Linked DNA regions of Mus musculus: all the other regions are linked to region 3. The links are chromatin contacts, called in public ChIA-PET and HiChIP or PLAC-seq maps. All regions are on one chromosome and are shown on one strand. Each heading gives the region's core, a stretch centred on a gene start, on an enhancer-like site or on the middle of the called end of the contact. The rest is flanking DNA. Distances are from core to core; before and after follow the strand shown.

Region 1 (3,260 bases), core at 507-3,006, 140 kb before region 3:
CAGGGTGAGGGTGGAGATGGTTAGCAGAAGGGATTTGAATGTTTTATTCTCTACTAGGCCTTTTTCCCCCCCAGGGAGCAATTAGACAATATTTTCCCAGGGGGCAGATTTCCTAAACAGACTCTTTTAAAGGTCCAAGATTCCCTTTTAAAAATGGGAGTTGTTTATTCTTATCTCCTGATTTTGGGATAGTTGCCTTATAAAGCCTGGATGTAGTAGCATGTGCCAAGTGACGCTTTAGATGCTGGCCATGTGAGGAAGTCCCGAGCAAGAGCCGGTGATGACTACTGACTTTTGGGATTCTCTGTGAGCTCGCACAAGGCGTACTTATTACATGGGTATAATATATCTACAAAGCACCTCTCAAGCTCACCATACTAAGGGTGAGTGAGACACGGGGCTTGTGGGACAAGCCAGGACTGGGACTCAGATGAAACAATGCCGGGCAGAATGTCCTCAGTCCCTGCAGACTGGCTGGTGCTCCGCGGAATCAGGTTTCAGAAAATGGATCATACTGGCATGAGACTTGATAAAGACTGAGGGAGGCTGAGAGACTTGGATAAGATGTACCAGGCAGAGAGGCCATCTAGGAGAGACATTTCGAGATGATATGATAAAAGACCTGGCAAGACACAAGGGAGGATGCGGAGCAGTGAGCTGTCCAAGTGGGTTCAGGAGGACGGGTATCCAGGGGTTAGGGTGTGCAGACATAGCCTTGAAGCCTATAAGTCGCACTGTGGGCTCTAGGGTGTCTGCTGAGAAGCAGGCACTCCAGGGAGGCAGTGGGGAGCTTGTGAAGGTGTGTGTGTGTGTGTGTGTGTGTGTGTGTGTGTGTGTGTGAAGAACATTAGATAACACCAGGCAGTAAGAGCCGGGGTAGAAAGGCCCACGTTAGGGGATGGTGGTTGCTATCGAGCAGTTCAGTTCTGAAAAGACCAAGGGAAACATTCTGGTATTGCCATTCAGACTAAAGGTAAACATGGCCAGAGAAAGCAGGTCAGTCACTTTCCAGGTGCACAGGAAGAACATACGGTGCTGCACATTATCTCAGGCGATAACATCCGAGACAAAATGAAGGCTAGAGATGGCAGCCAGAAGGAAACGTCACAGAAGACAGCTAGAGAGGGCTGATTCAATACACAAACCATAGCCATGGTTGAGAAACCCAGCTTTGGAAAGAATGCAAGCACCATAGTGGCCTGGCTGGTTAGCAAAGGGACTTCAGTTTTTGTATCTCTTTATCTGGGAAAAGGGAGCGATTTTTATCTCAAAGGGGTTAGGCTTTTCCTGCGAGAAACTTCCTGAGCACGTGGACACACGGCAGGAGCCACGCGAGAGCAAGGACCAGCGGGCAGAAGTTAAGTAGTGGTTGCAGATTCTCCCAGACGCCCAGAAATAGTGGGGACCTCAGGAAATCCACAACCGCCCTAGAATTGGGCTGAGACGCCCTGTAGAGAGGACTGGCCGGTCTGGTCCACGAGCCGCGCCCCAGCCCCCAGCCCCCAGCCCGGCACAGCCCTCCGCCCGCTTTCACAACCCGGCCCTCTGCACTTAACCCCCACTCTGGCTGGTGGCCGAGCGGGTCCCAAGCCCAGCGCGCATGCGCCGACGGCGCCCCGCCCCCCTGAGCCCCGCCCCTATTTCCACGTCTCACTTCCCCTAGCTCTGCCTCGCCGCCTCGGCTGCAGCTCGGCCGCCACGATTGGCTGCGGGACGTCCTCCTCTCGGCCAATAGACGCCACGCCGTCGCCCCCGTGTTACTGGGTAGAACAAAACAAAAACAAACAGAGCGAGCGGGGCCAGAGGCGCTCCGAGGCAGCGGCGGCGGAGGCTGAGGAACGGGGTCGGGGCCCGGCGGACCGGAGACCCGGGCGAGCGGCGGCGGCCCGAGGGGGTCAGTACTGTGGGCGCGGCTCGCACGCTCGGGCGGGCGGCGTCCTCGTCCCTTAGGCCCGGGTCGGCGGAGGCTGCCGCACGTTGGGAGGGGGAGGGGGCGTGGAGGCCTCGCCGCGGGGGTCGGGACGCTCGGTCCCTGTCCACGCTGGCCCTGGAGCCCTCCGGCCACCGGCGCTCGCCCAACGCCCGGGGCTGCGGGGAGCTGCCGGTGCTCGCTCTCCGAGGCCGGGTCGGTCGGGCCGGGGAGCTGCAGCACGGGCCCGCCCCCTCCTCCGCAGCCCCATCCCCGGCGGCCGGGCGTGCGTGGCTGCGTGCGCTCGCGGTGAGAGGAGCCTCCGGGCGCCCGGTCCGACGCAGTTGGACGCGGGGGACGGGACGGTAGGAGAGGGGTGTCGTCCGGACGGAGATCCGGTGAGGGGTCGGTGCCCCGAACCGAGGCCTGGTCCGCCTCGGCCGGCCCTGCCCGCTGCCGGAGGGTTGGGGTCCTGCGGGACAGGCGTCGGTCGGTGCGGGCACGGGGCGGGGACAGCTGCCCTCCCGGCCCTGTGCCAACTCCTCCTTGCAGTCTCCTGTACAGGGTCCCTTAAAAAAAGTACAATACAACCTAGAGAAAACAAAGCCGAGAAGGGAGCCCCCTCTCTGTGAACGCATGCTGTGTCTGCTGCCCGTGGCTGTCCGCTACTGTAATGTACGTAGAGGGCGTGCTTTTTGGTTTTTGGTTTTGGTTTTTTGTTTTTGCTTTCCCTGAACAGCCTCAGAACTGCAGATGTAGGTCTCGCCTATCTTCCCCGAGCCCCTCCTTGGGAACTGGCTCTGTAAACCAGCCTCTGTAGTCGACTACCTGCTATGAATGATTCAAAATGCGGCTCCGGGCCTGGGTGAGGGGTGGGTGTGAGGCCTACGAGCTGCGTTTAAGACATTTTGATAGCTTCACAGCTGTAATACTCTTGATTTAAGAGTTTGAAATTTTAGGGGAAGGCCCTAGCATATATATTCGTGCTCGTATTTATATCCATAATATGCGTGCGATATCTATCTATATATCTATATCTATCTCGTGGTAAGAGTAGAGGAAAATAAAATACTTGTTACGGCTGCAAAAATAAATGTACATGGTTGCTCTCAGTAGTGGTTGCTTTTGCGTTATTGTTGTAGAGTGCTCTTAGCAGAATGCAAGTTGCTAATTAATGTGACTGCATCCCAGGGAAGAATTAAGGTCATTTTCTAGTTAACATGTGGTCTAAACTTGACTTCCAAAATGTCAAAGTAATTTATCGGGCATTTAGGAAATGCACTGGATAACAGTTAATTTCAGCTTAATCGTTTTTAGCTGTATACATAGCTTCCCCTTACCCCATGGGAAA
Region 2 (3,269 bases), core at 734-3,233, 240 kb before region 3:
TAGGCAGTGTCTTGAAGGGATATTACTGTGTATTAGGGAATTAAACAGGGTCTCAGTAGCTCTCCATCTTGTGTTGTGACAGCACATATGTGCTGCCTAGGTTGGCCTTGTCCACCTAATGTCCTCTGAGTCAAAATGACTATAATAGCATGTTCTGTTCATTTGAGGGGGTGGGGGAATCAATGATGAGGTTTTTTTAGGCTCCTGCTACACACACACACACACACACACACACACACACACACACACACTGGTGTTGGTTTTTTTTTGACACAGGCTTTCTCTGTGTATACTTGGCTATCCTAGAGCTAGTTATGTAGACCAGACTGGCCTTAAACTCAGAGATCCACGTACCTCTGCCTTCCAAGTACTGGTATTAAAGATATGTGCCACTACCACCTAGCTTACTTTTATATTTTTAAAATTCACAACAAACATGAATATTAAATAAATCTCTTCATCTAATATAATAATTTTAAGTCATAAACTGGGCATAGCAACACATGTCTTTAACACTAGTACTTGAGAGGTAGAGGCAGGAGGATCTCTGTGAGTTCAAGGCTAGCCTGGTCTACAGAGTAAGCTCCAGGACAGCCAGGGCTATATACTGAGACCCTTTCTAATTCCCCAGTATACAAGGTCAAGAGACCTTGTTTCAAAAAACCAAAACATCAATAACAACAAAATTAAGTTGTTTATCTTTTACTTTTTTTTTTTTCTTTTTCTGTAGATACGGTCTTAACTATGCAGCCCTCGCTGGCATGGAACTCTCTTTATAGACCAGGCTGAATTCAAACTCACAGAGATCAACCTTCCTATGCTCCCTGAACGCTGGGATGAAAGGTGTGCATCACCACACCTGGTGCATAATTTTATAAAATAAAACGTATTTTAAAAGAAAGAAACATGAGTAGCTGGGAGATGAGGCTCAGTAGCAGACATGTGTTTTCCACATGTCCCCAGCCCTTCAAAACAAAGAAAGCCTTAAAAAAAAGAAAATGATAGGGTATGGGAGAAAGGAAGAGTGAGTATGTTATTCTTAGAGGCTACATTGGCCAAAATTGCCCCAGACTTGCAGGCTGGTTCAACACAGCCTTGCAGATACAAGCAATCCCGAGACAGTTATGGATGTGTAGGAGACTGTACCCTGTCTGTCATGTCACCATGTCACATGGCTGGGCCCCCTGGAAGCCTGTCTTGTGGGTCGCTGGGGAACGCATACTGCTTTCTCTGCACGCATGGATTTATCATTTCCCTCATGCACGTGCTGAGTTCCACTCCTGAGAGGAAAGGCAGTCCCACCCCTGTCAGTTAGAAAACCACCAGGCCCTCTTCGTGAGACTTGCACGCTGTCTGATAAGAGCAGTGCAGAGCACAGGAGACTAAAGGTCACATAGGGAAGTTGGGCCGAAAATAAAGCGCTAGACGCTCCCTTTAGTGACCGTGGGCAGTTATGCAACTAAAAGTCCTTTATTCTGTGGATGACCTCAGGTGGCTCACCATGTCTTTCCTGGTCTTGTGCTTTTCGTTTTCTGTTTGTTTGTTTTGAGACAAAGTCTCACTTACATAGCCGGGATTGTCCTCAAACTCTCAATCCTCCTGCCTCAGCCTCCTGAGTACTGGGTGGAGAAGTGCACACCACTGTCTGACCTATATAGTCTTCTTAGTGTAAACTGGAAATGATCACATTTGAACTCACTACCCATATGGTTCCTCTGGAGACTGATTGTGCGTGGGCGTGGGCGTGGGCGTGTGTGTGTGTGTGTGTGAATGTATGTGCATGCGTGTGCATGTGTGTGTTGCAGCAGTGGGCGACTCCTATTAACCTACCAAGTGAAAAGCCCAGAACAAAAGAGAGAACGCAGGATTATCATCGATGCTATGAATCATCTCGGAGAGCTGTCATGGTGATATGAATCACCCTATGGTAATGTTGTGGCAAAGGCCCAAACACGGGTTAGCAGCAGTGACCCGGTAATCTTGAAATTAGTCACAGAGGCCTAGCCAATGATGATCCAGCAACACCATTGTTTGTGAAGAGAGTGTGCAACAGCCCTCCCTGTCTCCAAGAAGGAAGAGACCCCCCCTGCTGAAGGCTGCGTTCCACTCTCACCCCCGCACCAGCCCTGGGGCTCCAGTCCTGGCTCTGCTCTCTTCAGGAGTTCGACTGGGGTTGGAACAACGAGACTTTTGTATTTCATCAACTTCCCTGGCTTTTGCTTTCCTCCCTGTGTTGGACAGGTGGGTTGTGACCACAAGATGATCTCTGAGACTCCTTGCTTCTCAGATCTATGACATTTAGCTAGAATTTCGAACTTGCAGCCCGCACAGGACCTGGATTGTCAGAGCTAGCATCTTTGTAACCTGGCATTTTGAAACCCGTCTCTGTGCTACATAGCCTGACCCAGTTTCTGAGAGCATTACAGGAAAGTTAGTTTTTCCCCTTTTAATCACCATGTAGTTATGTCATTTATTGCAGTCAGGGCAGACAATGGTACTGGTCCAGTAGGGTGCGTCCAGCCTTTCCACCCCCATTTTCTTTATATCTGGGGCCTTTGCACTCCTCCTGTCTGGTTCTCCTTGAAACACATTGTAAATAATATAAATTATGAATTACAGTGTTGTAGAAAACTTGGGGATGTCTCATAAGTTCATGGCACTTTCACCTGGAGGCATGGTGAGCTTCTCTGAACTCTTCTAAGATCTGCATATGTGCAGTCAGATTTAACTATGGAAAGATGAAGATCTAGGAGATATTTAGCTTCCAGGAGACAGCAGAGGCCCGACCCCTGAGCTGCAAGTTGCACTTGGGTCTCCTGTGAAGTCGTACCCACAGTGAACAGTAACTCCTGCCTGGCTTCATTAATCTCACCTGGACTATGGTTTATATCTTAGCACAAACAAGCAAGGGCGCATTTGTTACAGTCTGGAAAGTGAGCTGAGTTGAACTCAAGAGTGGTTTTAAATTCCCGAATCGCTTCTCTGGGAAGCCATCGTGCTCACTGTGAACAAAGTTGGTTTTGTTGGTTGGGCACTGACACGCTCCTGGCTTGTCTGCTGGTCAGGGGGACATCACCAGGGACGAGCATGTGGCTGCGCTGTACAGGGCCACAGCACGGACCTTCAACAGCCTTGCAATGTGCTGTTGCCTGGTTGAGGTCACCCAAGGGCTGTTGCCACTATCTCTGCAGCTTGAGCCTCTCTCCACCTCTGCTCTCTCCTGACAGAAGCTGCCCACCCCCTGCCTGCCCTTCCCTTTCTGTCTACTT
Region 3 (3,104 bases), core at 161-2,660:
AGAGAGAGAACATAGAAAACACCCTTTCTTTCTTGGCTAGCACCCTGCCCTCACCGACAGATGCTGTGCAGATGTGTGTACTTATCTGTGTATTGGGGGTGTAGGAGAAAAGGCCATGTAAGTGGGGATAGAGTCTAATAAGATGTTTTTCTTTCACGTTTAATTGTACAGATGTGTAAGATACTGTATGTTAATTCAATATTACACACAGTATGTAATGACCAAGTCAGGATAGTTAACTTTTCTATTTCCATAATCAGAAACCCCTTTTTGACAAACACATAATAATCCTATACATTTGTGGAGTTCAGTGTAATACTTTAATTCGTGCACACAGTAGGTACTGATTAAAACAGCGTAAGGCTTACATCTACCTATAATGTCATGGCGCTCTTCATAAAGTAGCTGTGCCTCAACTAATGCTTAACGGTTCCCAGTAGTTTAAAGCCAGGCAAGCAGAGAGGAAGATCCAGGACTCTCACATCTGTAGAAGGTTCCGAGCCTTACTCTCATCAGAGGTAGATCTATACAACCTGAAGATTTCTGCATCATGACATAGTGCAGTTTGAAATCTGTCCGTGTCCCCTCCCCCCCCCCCACCCCCGCCGCCCCAGCTTAGTCCAAACTTGCCCCCAAGATAGGAGAAAAATGGAGGAAAGGACTCCAGAGGAGCCTGGAGCCCTTAAGTCGCTTTCCAGCCGTGACGACCAGCGGCCAGCAGGTGTCAGTGCGCTCTCGTTCTGTCATGGCTCAGGGCCTACCCCTCCAGGACCCTTCCCCACCGCCTTTCAAAGGGGCGCAGTGCAGAGTCCAGGCCTTGAGAGTCCCGGCAGCTGCTAGGATAGGAGGCCTTCTCTTCCCTAAGTATGGATAACTCCGGCCTGGTCTGCTCTCGTGGATGCTGGTCCATTCCGCTCCAGTGGTTCCTTAGGAACCCGCACACGCTTACCTCTCCGGGATCCCTTTCATCCCAGTCACCAGAAGCACCTGCGCTTGACCTGGGGCGGGGCTGCTCGCCAGCGACTCTTATGCCACTCTGCATCTCCTAATTCGGGTCCCAGCACCCTGGCACCCTCTTCTGCTAAAACCCAGCTAGATCGGTGTACCGCTGGGCGCCTGCTACTGTCTCCTGGGCCAGCTAGTAGCCGAACGGCCAACTCCCAGCAGGGGCCGCTCCCCACTCCTTAGGCTCTCTCTTATTGCCCCTCGCTCCCTGTACCCGTCTTTCCAAAAGCCGGGTCCCAGAGGCAGCGCTCTCCCGGGTCCGACTCGGGTGCGGGCTCTAGACCTAAGGAGGGGAGGCGCGAGGGGCGGAGGAGGGTCGACTTCCCACGTGGGGGCTGACGCCGGCTGCTCGGCAACGCCGGCTTCATCCTGGGGCTATAAAACCAGTCCAGCGTAGAGCGGCGGAGCAGCCTCGGCTCCCGCTTCCGTGCAGACGCCCAGCAGCCGGCGCACACCGCCCAGCCACCCAGCGCCTCCAGCTCCAAGTCCTGCGGTCCTGCGAAAACTCACGCGGCCCTCCGACCCCCGCCGGGTCTGTGGCGCTCAGCGCCCACCCAGATCGCGGCTAGCAGCCACCCTTGGCTCCGCCGCGGCTCCTGGAGAGCCGGTCGCTCACCTAGCTTGGCCCTGAGGACCGAGGTGGTGGTGGTGGGGGTGCGGCTTCATGCGGCCCCCACACCCTTCACCCCACCGCCGCCGCCCCCGAGCTCTGTGTACAGAGTCCCAGCCCCAGCAGAGCGCACAACTTTGGAAGTCCCGTGGGGCTCCTAGAGGAGGCAGAGTCCGCGCCTTCGCCGGAGGTCCGGCCCAGCCCTCGCCACCCCGCCTGGAGGGTAGCGACGGAGTTGGAAATCTCTTCGAGGGTATAAGAAGACAGACCTAGGACTCCGAGCCCACACCAACACCCCTCCGCTGCCTCTTGGGGTAAGACTTCATGCTTTCGCTCAGCTTAAGAATCAAGGTATAGATGACTAGCTAAATGCATTTGTATAAATTTCTGACATCTTTCCAAATCATCAGGCCACCGATAATTTCTTTTCTCTTTTCTTGAAGAATAAAATCTCTAACCACCAGCTGGCCCTACTCGATCCTGCCGCTTAGAAATAAAACTTGGCTGTGTTTGAGGAGCTGGGAGAGAGAAAGCACCCACCCGGAGCGTCGGAAGGACGAACCGGTGCCAGTTCGCGGGCTCCAGTCCATGGACCACTAGCGGTCCCCAGCTTGGGCCCGAGCTCCCTGCGGCCCTCTTCCTTATGTGAGGCGCGGCGGGACGAACCCCGCACCGGAGGAAGAGGAGGACCCACGGACGCGGGGCCGGAAGGCAGCTGGCAGCAGGCCCACGAGAACCAGCACCCGCGTTCATGTTCCGCCAGGAGCAGCCGCTGGCCGAGGGCAGCTTTGCGCCCATGGGCTCACTGCAGCCGGATGCCGGCAACAGCAGCTGGAACGGGACCGAAGCGCCCGGAGGCGGCACCCGAGCCACCCCTTACTCCCTGCAGGTGACACTGACGCTGGTTTGCCTGGCTGGCCTGCTCATGCTGTTCACAGTATTTGGCAACGTGCTGGTTATTATCGCGGTGTTCACCAGTCGCGCGCTCAAAGCTCCCCAAAACCTCTTCCTGGTGTCCCTGGCCTCAGCGGACATCCTGGTGGCCACGCTGGTCATTCCCTTTTCTTTGGCCAACGAGGTTATGGGTTACTGGTACTTTGGTAAGGTGTGGTGTGAGATCTATTTGGCTCTCGACGTGCTCTTTTGCACGTCGTCCATAGTGCACCTGTGCGCCATCAGCCTTGACCGCTACTGGTCCATCACGCAGGCCATCGAGTACAACCTGAAGCGCACGCCGCGTCGCATCAAGGCCATCATTGTCACCGTGTGGGTCATCTCGGCTGTCATCTCCTTCCCGCCACTCATCTCCATAGAGAAGAAGGGCGCTGGCGGCGGGCAGCAGCCGGCCGAGCCAAGCTGCAAGATCAACGACCAGAAGTGGTATGTCATCTCCTCGTCCATCGGTTCCTTCTTCGCGCCTTGCCTCATCATGATCCTGGTCTACGTGCGTATTTACCAGATCGCCAAGCGTCGCACCCGCGTGCCTCCC

What was found. ChIA-PET counts read pairs in DNA pulled down with a chosen protein or histone mark. HiChIP or PLAC-seq counts read pairs in DNA pulled down with a chosen protein or histone mark.
Region 1: an RNA polymerase II ChIA-PET map of memory CD8 T cells shows a contact between it and region 3, with 212 read pairs. The contact joins the promoter of Pdcd4 here to the promoter of Adra2a in region 3. A contact is called at or near these places in 3 of 484 Hi-C or Micro-C datasets (all in embryonic stem cells), 2 of 115 datasets of contacts at active chromatin or transcription factors (memory CD8 T cells and pancreatic cancer cells) and 3 of 9 other capture datasets (adipose tissue, liver and pancreatic islet).
Region 2: an HNF4G HiChIP or PLAC-seq map of pancreatic cancer cells shows a contact between it and region 3. The contact joins the enhancer-like site here to the promoter of Adra2a in region 3. A contact is called at or near these places in 2 of 39 promoter capture datasets (embryonic stem cells and stem cell-derived epiblast-like cells), 1 of 484 Hi-C or Micro-C datasets (rod photoreceptor), 3 of 115 datasets of contacts at active chromatin or transcription factors (embryonic stem cells, memory CD8 T cells and pancreatic cancer cells) and 3 of 9 other capture datasets (adipose tissue, embryonic stem cells and liver).

What each region holds. Positions count from the first base shown.
Region 1 is chr19:53,901,595-53,904,854 of GRCm38.p6, forward strand. It overlaps Pdcd4 (programmed cell death 4), which reads left to right and starts at 1,757. Exons shown (of 12, transcript NM_001168491.1): 1 at 1,757-1,894. It overlaps Gm30990 (basic salivary proline-rich protein 2-like), which reads right to left and starts at 3,010. Exons shown (of 8, transcript XM_030251154.1): 1 at 2,989-3,010; 2 at 1-2,478. The coding sequence starts at 3,010. The coding sequence ends at 1,277.
Region 2 is chr19:53,798,793-53,802,061 of GRCm38.p6, forward strand. The region is part of intron 1 of Rbm20 (RNA binding motif protein 20); the gene reads left to right. Among named protein-coding and RNA genes, the nearest start is that of Gm30890, 13 kb to the left of the region's middle. Within about 2 kb of position 1,984, at least 148 of the 459 cell types and tissues checked have an H3K27ac peak or open chromatin away from gene starts, as enhancers often do. A contact at or near this core is called in memory CD8 T cells and pancreatic cancer cells, where this site is marked.
Region 3 is chr19:54,043,849-54,046,952 of GRCm38.p6, forward strand. It overlaps Adra2a (adrenergic receptor, alpha 2a), which reads left to right and starts at 1,411. Exons shown (of 1, transcript NM_007417.5): 1 at 1,411-3,104. The coding sequence starts at 2,367.